2 separate regions of the Zea mays genome follow, and region 2 is linked to region 1. The links are chromatin contacts, called in public Hi-C maps. All regions are on one chromosome and are shown on one strand. Each heading gives the region's core, a stretch centred on a gene start, on an enhancer-like site or on the middle of the called end of the contact. The rest is flanking DNA. Distances are from core to core; before and after follow the strand shown. Region 1 holds the start of LOC100274654. Region 2 holds the start of LOC100193019 (protein-L-isoaspartate O-methyltransferase).

The links. Hi-C and Micro-C count contacts between places; a contact is called where the count stands out from the background.
Region 2: a Hi-C map of ear shows a contact between it and region 1, with 2.1 times the contacts expected there. The contact joins the promoter of LOC100193019 here to the promoter of LOC100274654 in region 1. A contact is called at or near these places in 4 of 25 Hi-C or Micro-C datasets (ear, leaf, leaf mesophyll and 1 more).

What each region holds. Positions count from the first base shown.
Region 1 is chr2:38,429,613-38,436,015 of Zm-B73-REFERENCE-NAM-5.0, reverse strand. LOC100274654 reads right to left here and starts at 3,718. Exons shown (of 2, transcript NM_001351635.1): 1 at 3,536-3,718; 2 at 2,928-3,338. The coding sequence starts at 3,626. The coding sequence ends at 3,214. It overlaps LOC100272939 (ku70-binding protein), which reads right to left. Exons shown (of 5, transcript NM_001147391.1): 5 at 6,110-6,403. The coding sequence ends at 6,352.
Region 2 is chr2:38,570,976-38,576,606 of Zm-B73-REFERENCE-NAM-5.0, reverse strand. It overlaps LOC100193019 (protein-L-isoaspartate O-methyltransferase), which reads right to left and starts at 4,149. Exons shown (of 4, transcript NM_001138187.1): 1 at 3,964-4,149; 2 at 2,748-3,015; 3 at 2,461-2,625; 4 at 1,197-1,812. The coding sequence starts at 4,122. The coding sequence ends at 1,562. LOC103646302 (S-adenosyl-L-methionine-dependent methyltransferase superfamily protein) reads left to right here and starts at 201. Exons shown (of 2, transcript XM_008671034.4): 1 at 201-795; 2 at 881-1,422. The coding sequence starts at 265. The coding sequence ends at 1,186.

The DNA.
Region 1 (6,403 bases), core at 2,469-4,968:
CTCCCTGGAGCTAATATTGGACATAGGAGGTCGAACCCTTTGTTCTCCTTCTTCCCCTATGCTCATCTCGGCGATCTCAGGATCCATTAGAGCAGGCGGTGGTGTCACCAGTGAGTTACCACCAACTCCTCCCTCTGTCTCTGGATCAAGACGAATGACATCTCCTTCCATCGCCGGCGACCCTCCAGAGCCGGCCATCTCCAACTCCGATGAGTTATGTAGGCTTAGTGGTCTTTTTTTCCGAATGAAAGTAAATCTCGAATACTATAAAAGTAACCGCATCCACGTTTACAGGGTCTCCCCATTATTTCCGAAACCGTCCCGATATTATGACGACGTCTTTGTCAAACTAAAATTCATAATATAAAATTTACGCACAATGACACAACGTTTTACGCCAATCGGTATATACTGTTTATGCATCTATTACGCCGTTTCGGTTTTATGCCATATCTTTCAACATCTTATGCTTCATTTTTGTTAACCTTCCGCACATTACTTACCATGCAAGATCCATAATTTACGCGCCCACGTATCGCAGTAATCACGTTTGCATGTGGTATCTATTCCATTTAATTCCACGCAATTCCCTTACCATTCTAACAACCGCGTCACGGCGCCGTCTGACCTGCATGCCGCCTCTCAGCCCCACGTTAAAACACAGGTGCGCCTGTTCCATCGACCATACCTCGGGAACCGACCTGGGCTTCCTTTAATATCTGAAGCCCATGGCTCCCGTTATACCTGCCCTATTAAAATATATAGAGAAGAGGAGAGAGAAACTCTATATATAGAGGATACAACAGCGTTCTCTATATTTAGAGAACAGTTTAGAGAACGTTACTGGAGGCATAAAGGAGGAGAATCTTCTCTAAAATTTTGGAGTACATGACGCTTTAGAGGACCTGCTGAAGAGAGTCTTAGGCCTTCGTTGGAACGAAGGAATTTCACAAGAATCATCAATTTGTTTTCACAGTAAATAGGAAAATTTCCTACAGCCCAAAGGGGCCTTCTACAGCCAGGATTCTAGTAGGCATATGAAGTTCCTAGAGAACGAGAACGAATTCCATTTTTAAAAAATATAGAGTATTTTTTTTAAAAAAAAAACTAAAACAAATTCCATTTAAAAATTATAGAGAGAAAATTGAACTATCGCCACGTTTTAGGGCAAATTTTCCTTGCCTAATGAGACCCTATTTGTTTAGGCTCTAGATTATATATTCCAGCTTAAAATAAGTTAAGAGCCAAAGAAACACACACAGATTATTAGGTAGATTATATAATCTACATACTTAGATTATGATAATCTGTAGGCAGGTCATTAGATGTTTATGTAATTCTGGAAGAAAAAACAATCAAAGCTAGTTTGGGAGTCACAAAACCGGAGAGGATTGGAGAGGCTAAAATCCGCTCCTTATGCAATTTTAAATAAGAAGGAGATTTTAGCCCCTCTAATTCTCTCCTTTTATTGGACTCGCAAACTAGCTCTCAGGGTCTAAGCCTTCGTTGAAATGGAGGGGAAATCTTGGCTCTGTACATTGTTCTTGTGAGTATGAGCTGATTTTTTGTAAAATTCTTATACGGTTTCTGTGATATTATACCATAGAAGGTGTCCCGGTGATTGAACGGAATTTCTGGGTTCCGGAGATCTTGGCCCGAGTAGGTTGAAATGGACTGACTGATGGTGGGCCAACGAACTGGTCGGAGCAAGTAAAATGGGGGGCCGGTTCTTCGTGGGCCCGGAGTTTAGTGAAAGGATGGATACGGAGCGTGAAAAAACGGGCAAACGGCCGGGAGCAGAACGCCGCCTCGGTGCTGTCGGCACCAGTGAACCTGTGTGTGTGTACGAACGACTACGGGGGGCACAGCAACAGCGTCGGGGGAAGCATCTCTTGGGGAGTGAGAGAGTGCCGATCTCAAGCCGCGCCCGTGCGCCACCGCCACCTCGGTGGTCACCCCGCCCGGCCTTGGCAAGGCCGCCAGCGTCCGGCTCGCGGTGACTGACGGGGGCGAGGCAAGTCTCCGAGCCCGACCGGCGACCGATCTGGAGCTCACAATTCGGTACGGGTCGACACGGCGGGGACGCGGCTTCCCCGGCGAGGTCGCCCGATCTCCGCTTCGTGCCGCTCGCTCGGTGGGGGTAATTTTATTTTTTTCAGTGCCACCTATCATTATATCTGCCTTCTACTTTTCCCCCCGTTTTCACGCCCCGGCCAATCACGGTGCCGGGCACGCCGAGCTGCCCCTGGCATGGTACAGTGCCCGTCCGATGACGCAGTACGACGTAGGTGGGTCAAAGCGCGGCGACACCGTACAGGCGGTGGCCAGCAGTCAAAAAGCTAATCGCCGTTGTGTGCCTGGAGCCCCCGTTGCGTCGCTAGCTTTCCGTTCGATCAGGGCGGTCGGGAGCAACCTTTCGGTCTGCTGCTGACTGGGGTCTGGGCGCGCCGCCGATGCCAACAGGAGGAGGAGCGCCGCGGGTACTTGCCCGGCGATTTCGCTTCATCCAATTGAAACAGAGATCAGATGATGAGAATGGCCGGCAGAGCGAAGATTGTGATGCAAATGCTCGATCCGGCCTTCAGTATACTTACTTATCCCATTATGCATGGCCAGCATGCATGCATGTTCATCAGTGCACATATATGCATTTTCGAGTCTCTGAACTTTCCACTAGGTCTGTTTGGTTTACTACCTAAGACGTCATAATCTGCCTAACCTTAGTCGTTCGAATTGAAGAACTAAAGTTAAGCAGAAAAGTTAGACACATTGTGGCGTCTTAGATAGCAAACCAAACAACCCCTTAGTACGTATACCTCCTATATCGTTGCACTTAATTATTACAGAAGAAGCAGAAACTTTTACCTAACCAAACACACCTAGGCCTTATTACAGAAACTGAGTACACACGTACTGATATCAGGTACTATATATAACTGCGTATATATTATATTTATCCTAGCAATACCATCATTAGTAGGTCAGGGTGCAGTGGGGGTGGCAAAATTTGCGTGCATATATCTGCACGCTAGCTGCGTGGACGACACGTAGTACGTAGATACACATACTGACATACAGCTAACAACGACGAAAAAGAATGAAACCTACTATCAACTTCTTCTCCTGTGTGTCACCATGCTTCGCACAGATGCAGATTGCTAGCGCTGCCGACGAAAAGAGCAGTACTGCTGGCAGTGCAGTGGATCAATCAGATCAGTTGTGCTTGGGCACGCGGCGGTGCCATGGGGCGTAGTCCATGGTCATGTACGACCTCAGCTGGTTCCTCTCCTCCGCCCACTGCTGCGCGTGCTGCCTTCTGTCGTGCAGCCGAATAGCGCCTTCAATTCACAAATCACACAGCCGGCCGGCCGGGGCCAGAAAACAACTTCAGGACTACTCAGTACGTAGCTATATGAACGCAGCCATATACTCCCTCCGTTTCTTTTTATTAGTCGCTGGATAGTGCAATTTTGCACTATCCAGCGACTAATAAAAAGAAACTGAGGGATTATATATATAGACGATGATGACTCACCAACGCCTGCTTGTCGATGCAGTGACGAACTGAAGACTAGTACCAAAAGCACGAAAGCGACGACCAGCCTAATCACGATCCCCACCACCATGCTGGTGCTGCTAGCTCTTTCACCACCAGTCACCTGTCTTCCTTCTCACGGCCGGCCGGTCTCACTGCTCTCACCTACTACTACCTCCTCCTCGCATCTGCGAGCGCGCGCGCGCGTGTGCATATATAGCTAGCTAGAGGGCAAGGCTCTCGTCAAAGACAGTTGGGCAACGCGGCTCGCAGGTCAAAGACGACACACAACAGGAGATTTGGCTCTAGCACCGCAGCAGTGGAGTGTGTGCAGGGGTGGTTCCGAGTTTTAATACCTCCGTCCTGTCCCCCTCTCCTCTCCCCTCCCCTCTCTCTCCGGCTCCGGCCTCGGCCTTCGGAGGAGGGGAGGGAACGCATCCCATGGAAAGAATCTATGGTTTCTGGAGCTCGCGCGTTTTGTTTAAGCGCCCGCCCCTGCCGTGCCTTTTTGGGGCCGAGAGCTGATGAGCTAGTTTAATGGCGGCTCATGTGACCTCCACCACCACTCGCGCACGCGAATTCCGAGGCCGATATGAAATAGTGGAGTACGTAGTACTAGCTAGCTACTGTCTCCAGTAAACAGTGTGGTTTTTTGAATTCACTAAAGGTGCCGCCACAACAAAAAGGGTATACGGTGCCACTAAGCATGCTTCTTCTTGTTTAAATTGTTTCTAGGTCCTTCAACTATCTCTGAGCTACTAGTAATGCTCACATGCCATTGTTGTGCCCAAAACAAAAACAAAAAATTGACCTCAGGACTGATTTAATTAAAACCTGAAAATAAAGCAGGGCAGCAAATCGAGCGCTATATATATATATATATATATATATATATATATATATATATATATATATATATATATATATATATATATATATATATATATATATATATATATATATATATATATATATATATATATATATATATATAGAACGGCAGCCCGCCTACTGCCACTTTAAAGTACCCTGATAGTTTGTGAAAGTAGATAGCCGGCCTGCTATAGTGATCTCGTCGTCGGGATGATCACACTTTAAACCTTTGCTGCTGCTCTTTTCTGTCGGAACAAACACACAAGCAAGCATGTACAATGTTCTTCTGGAGCCCGTCGAGATCAGCCTGCAGATGAATTAATGCGGCATTATCATTTTGTAGCTACTGACTAGTGTACATATGTTATATAGCTATCTTAGTGCCATGATGCTTTGTGAAAGTTGATTGGTGGTATCGCTAAAGATTTGTGGGGGTACACATAGAGACATGATACTGTCGCCACTTACCGTATCAGGATCTCCAGCTTCAGATACCATCTAGTTAGCTTGAGTAGCTAGCGCCACTGACTGAAGTATCCTGAAAATGATCCATTACCACCCCTACTGTCCAGGTGTTCTTAACAGACATCGGAGCTAGCTACTCCTATTTAACTAGAAGAGGCGTGCATGGTCCGAGTGATGAAGCTAGAAGTTCCAATGGCGCACTAGTGATGAAACCCCTGCCCCTCAAAACTTAAATGTCGAACCAAAACCTTAAAACCTAACCATAATCGTTTGGTGAATGACAATGGAACCTTGAAGAGGAGCAAGCGCCGAGTGGGAAGAAAAGGTGGGAAGTTGTAACCTGTAAGTAAAGGGAGGAGGAGGTGGTCAGAGCCTCAGAGGATGATACCTCCGGCCTAAACCTCCCAGAAAAGAATAGTAGGTTATCAAGCAGCATGAATCTAAATAGTTAATGATCAACCATTGTACTTTCTTAGGAAGGAGTTTCGAGGAACCTTTTCTTTCAAGCTCAAACTCAACTATTCCGACAGTTTATGATTTTTTCTATTGGAATTTATTCTAGTGAACCTATTAAATGTTCAAAAAGCATAGCATTCTCTTTGTTCTAAATTATAAAATAATTTTTTTGAGAGCCAAAACATCTTAAATTTGACCAAAACTATAGAGTGAATTACTATGATTTATGACATCAAATGGATATATTATGAAAATATAATTATTAAAGAATCGAATGACACTTATTTAGTATCATAAACATTATTTTTTATTATATAAATTTAACTAAACTTGAGATGCTTTAACTCTTTAAAAAATTAGAATAACTTAATAGTTTGGGACAAAATGGGTACAACTAAACTATACATTCCTTATCTCTTGCAACTATACATTCCTTATCTCTTGCGAATCAAGCTGGTCTAGAACAAAGATTTTTCAAAAGATGGTTCGAACTTCAAATTTCAAAATTGTCAACTTACTCTAAGAACCTTCGAAGTTGTTCTTCTACTCTGTTATTTTTTTCCCCTAAAACTAGTTATTTTCTTCCAAAAAGTAGTTATTTTTCTTCCAAAAAGTAGTTCCTGGCGTGTAATTTAACGCATCGAGATGGTTGGTTTGAGAACTTCAGCAGGCACTCGCGGAGTCGCGGTGATGCATTTCCACGTGTTGATGCTAGCAAACATAATGGCAGAACACACCAACATCAGCAGCAATTTCCTTCTAAGGAGTATGCACGCCACCAACAAACTTTACGTTTATAATTTATTAAACTTTGTCGGGATATCGTGTAAAAGAATTGAATTACACGAATTAAATCGTTAGTGTGTGCAGACTCATCGCGGGATGCAGCACGCCTTGGCTACAGCAGAAAATTTCTGTACTTTGCTGACACAGGTTGCTGAAATACAAGTTTCTGAAGGGGCTCAGAATATCAATGCAGGTGTGCACAAAATAGCTAATGTATCCCAGGTTCTGAAAATATTTCATGGGGCTCTATCAAATGGGCGTGTGTCATTGTAGCATATATCCCATACA
Region 2 (5,631 bases), core at 2,900-5,399, 140 kb before region 1:
GAGAAAGTGATTTCTATGATTAATTATATTTTATATGTCATCATCATAATGTTAATTTATGTAATTAAAATGATATAGAAAATGCCTATAATTCTAACATGTGTGACTAGTATGATCTTTATTTATACTGATAAAAACGTGGGCAGTCAATTATTCGACCAAATGATATATTTTTTCCAAAAAGAAAGAAAACATGGACATGATGATAAAACAGCCCCCGAAGCGTGCAACGGGTGAGCCCGCAGGCTCCACGCGGACGCGGCCATGCTGTGCACTCCGCCTCCGCCCCAGCCGCCGCTGCAGTCATCGCGGCGCCCGCGCCCGCTCCCGCTCCGGGCCGCGCCACGATGCTCCAAGCCCAACGACGCCGAGCCCTCGCCGTCCCCACCGTCCACCGCGGCCGCCGGCGGCGTCCGGCGCCAGGTGCTCTCGCCCGAGGGCCGCGCGAAGCTGGACCCGCGGCCGGACCGCGACTTCTACGCGCTCCCGCGCCTGGTGACGCACGTGGACGACGGCTTCATCGCCACGCTCACGGGCCTCTACCGGGAGCGCCTCCGCGCCGGGTGGGACGTGCTGGACCTCATGAGCTCCTGGGTCAGCCACCTGCCGCCGGAGGTCCGGTTCCGGCGCGTCGTCGGCCACGGGCTGAACGCGCAGGAGCTCGCCAGGAACCCGCGCCTGGACCTCTTCTTCGTCAAGGACCTCAACAAGGAGCAGCGGCTGGAGCTGGAGAGCGGCACCTTCGATGCCGTGCTCTGCACCGTCAGCGTGCAGTACCTGCAGTCCCCTGAAAAGGTACTTACCAAATTCATCTTTTTGCCTTTGCAGTTTCTCTCTACTGGCATCGGCATGAGCGCGTTGGCGATTTGGCATGAATCAGGTTTTCGCGGAGATCTTCCGGGTGCTGAAGCCAGGGGGCGTGTGCATCGTCAGCTTCAGCAACCGGATGTTCTACGAGAAGGCCATCAGCGCGTGGCGGGACGGGACCGCGTACAGCCGCGTGCAGCTCGTCACGCAGTACTTCCAGTGCGTGGAGGGGTTCACGCAGCCCGAGGTGATCAGGAAGCTGCCGTCGGCCGGCGGATCGCCGTCCTCGCCGCTGGACGCCGTGATGAGGCTGTTCGGCGTGGCAGGCTCCGACCCGTTCTACGCAGTTATCTCGTACAGGAACTTCAAGCCAATGTGACACCCTGATTGACAGAACCCGTGCAGCATTGCGATATGCAGTGCATACGATCTATAGAATCACTACTGGTGCAAAGCTAGTTTGTACTTGTACATGCACACTTCAGCATTAGCTGTCTAGCTCAGCGGCGGGCAGATGCAAGTTCGTTCAGAAGCTCAAAACATCATCCACCGACCATCTGATTCAGAAACATGCTAGCGATCCTTCTTATTACAGAAAGAACCACTCTTTTTTCACCGTCGTCGTTCGTGAAACACGAACGGACTGAGACCACCTAGCTACTCAGAAGAAGAAACACGAACAGGTAAGAACGTAGCGACCACCATATATATATATGTACAGGCATTTCGAGGTACAGAGCATAGAGAACCTTATTTAGGGGCCCTGCAACTGCGCGGCGCGGCTGGTCAGTGGGACGTAGCGCACAGCCGCGTCGCTCCGGACGCTGAATGATCCATCCGTGTTCTTGTCCACCACCTGCAGGTCCTGGGAGTAGGTGCCAACCGGTATCACCATCCGGCCGCCAGGCTTTAGCTGATCAAGCAGAGGCTGAGGGATCTCAGGTGCCGCTGCACCAACATGGATAGCGTCGTAGGGTGCCGCGTCTGGAAAGCCAAGCCTGCCATCTGCAGTTTTCATAGCGGCCAGACATCTTAGCTCCAGGTTATTTCAGAGTTTGCTGGCCTCAACACAAGCGAGGTTCTCAAGATAAGGAGCCACGGGGCATCAAGAACAAGTTTCAGTACCAGGATATAGTAATGAAAAAAGGTCTATATTTGAAGACAACTTTGATATCAGGCACAATAGCGATATCACCGACATGTACTAGCACACGTACTTAGGCCCTGTTTGTTTCTATCCTAAATTATATAAATTGAATTATGGTGGAAAGATAGGAGAGTAAAATATCACTTTGGGATTACAAATAAGCTGAAATAAGCTACTCAATACTAGCTTATTTTAGCTTATTTGTGGTCCTAAAATGATATTTTACCTTTCTACTATCATAACTCAACTTATATAATTTAGGAGAGAAACAAACACACCATTTATCCCATTTGGGAAAAATGTACTGCGAACTGTCTACACTTGAAAATAGCATGCCAGCAAGTAGACAGGAACCAACAGTAGCCAACGCTGCTTCATCATAACATGTGTACTTATTAAAATTAAGGTGAATGGGAACCATCTTTAGAAGCTTTAAAAGCTAAGCGTAAACTTCTGCTTGATGAAATCAATAGCTCAACATATTACAGATAAACCAACCATCGTACCTGTAACATGAAAAGAGAGCGATCCATCCCTCAGTAGTGGAGCTGCAGCACTTCTCTGCACATTTTCAACAGAAGAAGCAACGATCTCGGGAACGTGTTCAATTCCCACTGCACGGCCTTCTGGTCCAACCATCATGGCAAAACAAGCTGTCAGGTAGCCACTACCTATAACGTGACATGAATGCATTTGTGGCATCAGTTAGACAGAAAAAAATTTGAGCAAGCTGTTTGTTCAGCTTGTAATTGCTGATGGGCACTTGCAAATGGCTGAAGTATCAGCAACAGACCTGATCCGACATCCAGAGCATGCATTCCTGGTTGCAAATGATCCTTCAATAGCTCTAAGCAGGTCGCATGCATGTGAGGAGCAGATATCGTCGCGTTGAAACCAATAGGCATAGGACTGTCAATGTAAGGGGTACCCTCTGGTACAAATAGTGCTCTATCAATCGTTTCCATTACTTCCTTCACTTTATCAGTTCTAACAGCACCATACTGCTTTAGGTACTCAACCATAGCTTTGTTCCTGTCCAGTGATGGTTGAGTCCAATATTGCTGAAAGTTGATCAAGAATCAGTGAGACTCCACTTTATACGTATGGCTACAGGATGGAATTGCAGCAATAAACATGCCATCACAGTGATAATTTGAATTCACTTCCTGTTCTTATAACAGTATTTACACAGCTAGTTCAACTCCAGGACCATGAATCCCCTCAACTTGTCCAGTATATTGCCGTAATCAGAATTATCAATCATGGAGCAGCTAGTTATTTGCAAGCCGCAAAATTCTCTGTGGATTATCCTAAGAAATTATTTGTGGATACCTATGCACCAGAAAGTTGCGACAAGAGGTGAGCTTCAGATACATAACCTCTGCTACACCTGGCAGAAGCTGACTATCTTCAGCTGCCCACAAACAAAGGGAACTTTTTATATACTCGCTCCGTCCTGAATAAATTAATTCCTAGAGTTACCTTAAGTTAAGGTTTTTATGTTTGACTAAATTTATTAAAAAAAGATACAAAAATTTGTAGCACCAAACGATCACATTATGAAAATATAGTTTATGATGTATCTAATCTAATGATACTAATTAGGTGTCATAAATTTCAGCGCCCTTTTCTATAAATTCAGTTACGCTGGAAAAAAGTTTGAACAACTCTAGAATTGGTCTATTCATGAACGGAGAGAGTACTTTTTTTATAGGACTTATTCAAAACCAAATCTTAAGAGTAGCAAAGCCATGTAATAACCAAAAGCAAGCCCTTATCTAAAGGAAGCCAATTTCCAAATTTGTTCCTCCAAACCCAGCCTGCCACTCAATTCCACTTAAAATCGGTTTTACCTAACCCGTGTAGCCCTTCAATTTACTGTATGTCTGTATCAACTAACAAGTTAACAGGTGCCCGTGCGAGATAATCCGGTTACCCACGACCAAGGGAGCACAGAAACGAAACGGAGGTCCGGAGGGGAAGGAACAGAGCGTTGGTAGCGTGCGTACCGCCATATGGTAGAAGTGGAACGGGAGGCAGCGCCGCAGCAGAGGCGGTGGCGGGGAAGGCCTCGTGGGGGCGCCGAGGAGGAAGCGGCGCGGGAGCGCGGTGGAGGGCGAGAGGCGGCGGGCTAGGGTGGCGGACGCGCACGCGGCGGCGAGGCACATGGCGATGGCAGCCGACCAGCCGTGTCGGGAAAAAAATCCGTTATAACAAAGCCGGGGCAGCAGGGGTCGGCTGCGGTGGCGGTTTGGAGAAGCCTCGTCTCGACAGGTGGGGGGGCTCCTGCCGACGCACGCGTTCTACCGCCACGGGACACCGGCCACGGCCCTTGTAGTTGCAAAGCCTGCCACTCTGCCAGCGCCGGCGAGTTTTTAAATACTGCAGGCCCAGATTGTTAGCACCCGGAGCTCCAGCGCGGTGATGACTTCTGGGCTGCGTTTCGTTGTGTCAACGAAATAGAGGTATAGGTAAGGACTTCGACAGTTTGACGCAGACGACGGCGAAACACTGATATGGACATAAAAACCCCATTAGTTGTTACGGACACTAATTAATCTCCCGCGTGAGAATAAGTCTCCTGAGCCAGTGCCGTCTTCAGCGCCGTCATCCCCAGGCCGCGGTGCCGGACTCGACGCCCCCGACGCCGCCTCCCTGGCCAAGATGTCGCGCTCCTGCAGGAAGATGGGCAGCGCCTCCGTGGTGGATGACAGGAGGAAGGTGAGCAGGAAGGCGGAGAAACCCACGCGCTCCGCCACCTTGTCCTGCCCCGAGGTCGTAGAAGATGGAGCCCAGCGCAAGGCCCGCCACCAGCATGCACACGGTGCGGCACGCGAAGAGCTGTCGCGTCCGCGCCACGTTCTTGAAGAAGCGCAGCCACACCGCCACCTCCCGCGCCCTCGAGTTGGCGTAGCGGCTAGCCATCATGGTCACGGGGGCGTCCGCCACCTGCTTGCCGTGCAGCTGGAACAGACGCTGCAGCCCTCTCGGTCTCCGGAGGACGACGTGCGTGGCGGCGGAGCGCGTCCACGGAGTCGATGGCGAACTCGACGTCGTCGACGTGCGGGGGCAGGTGGAGGCCCGCGTCCCCGAGCAGGGCGCGGAGCTGGTCGACGATGCCATGGTGGAGGACGGAGCCGACGGCTAGGAGGAGGACGGAGTCGAACATCTTGACGATGCACGCTCCCGGCTGGTGGATGCTGAGCAGCACTGTGCGTCCGCGCGCCTCGGCCATGGCGCGGAGCGCGCCGACGATGTGGAGCGCGGAGGCGTTGTCGAGGCCGGAGGTGGGCTCGTCGACGCGGACGAAGACGGAGCAGACGAGCGGCACGAGTGCGTGGAAGCGGCGCGAGACGAGGGCGCAGCGGCCGAGCGCCTTGACGTCCCCGATGCGATTGAGGACGTCGAGCAGCACCGCGTCGTCCGAGTCCGGCACCGCAGCCTGGGGATGACGGCGCTGAAGACGGCAACCTGGTTAAGGAGACTTATTCTCACAGCGGGAGATCAATTAGTGTCCGTAACAACTAATGGGATTTTCATGTCTATATCAGCGCTTCGCAGTCGTCTGCGCCTCCAAACCGTCGAAGCCCTTCCCTACATCTCCATTTCATCGAAACCAACTCTGTCGTGTTTTATAATGGCAATAATCTCGTCAAACACAACACGAACAGGAAAAC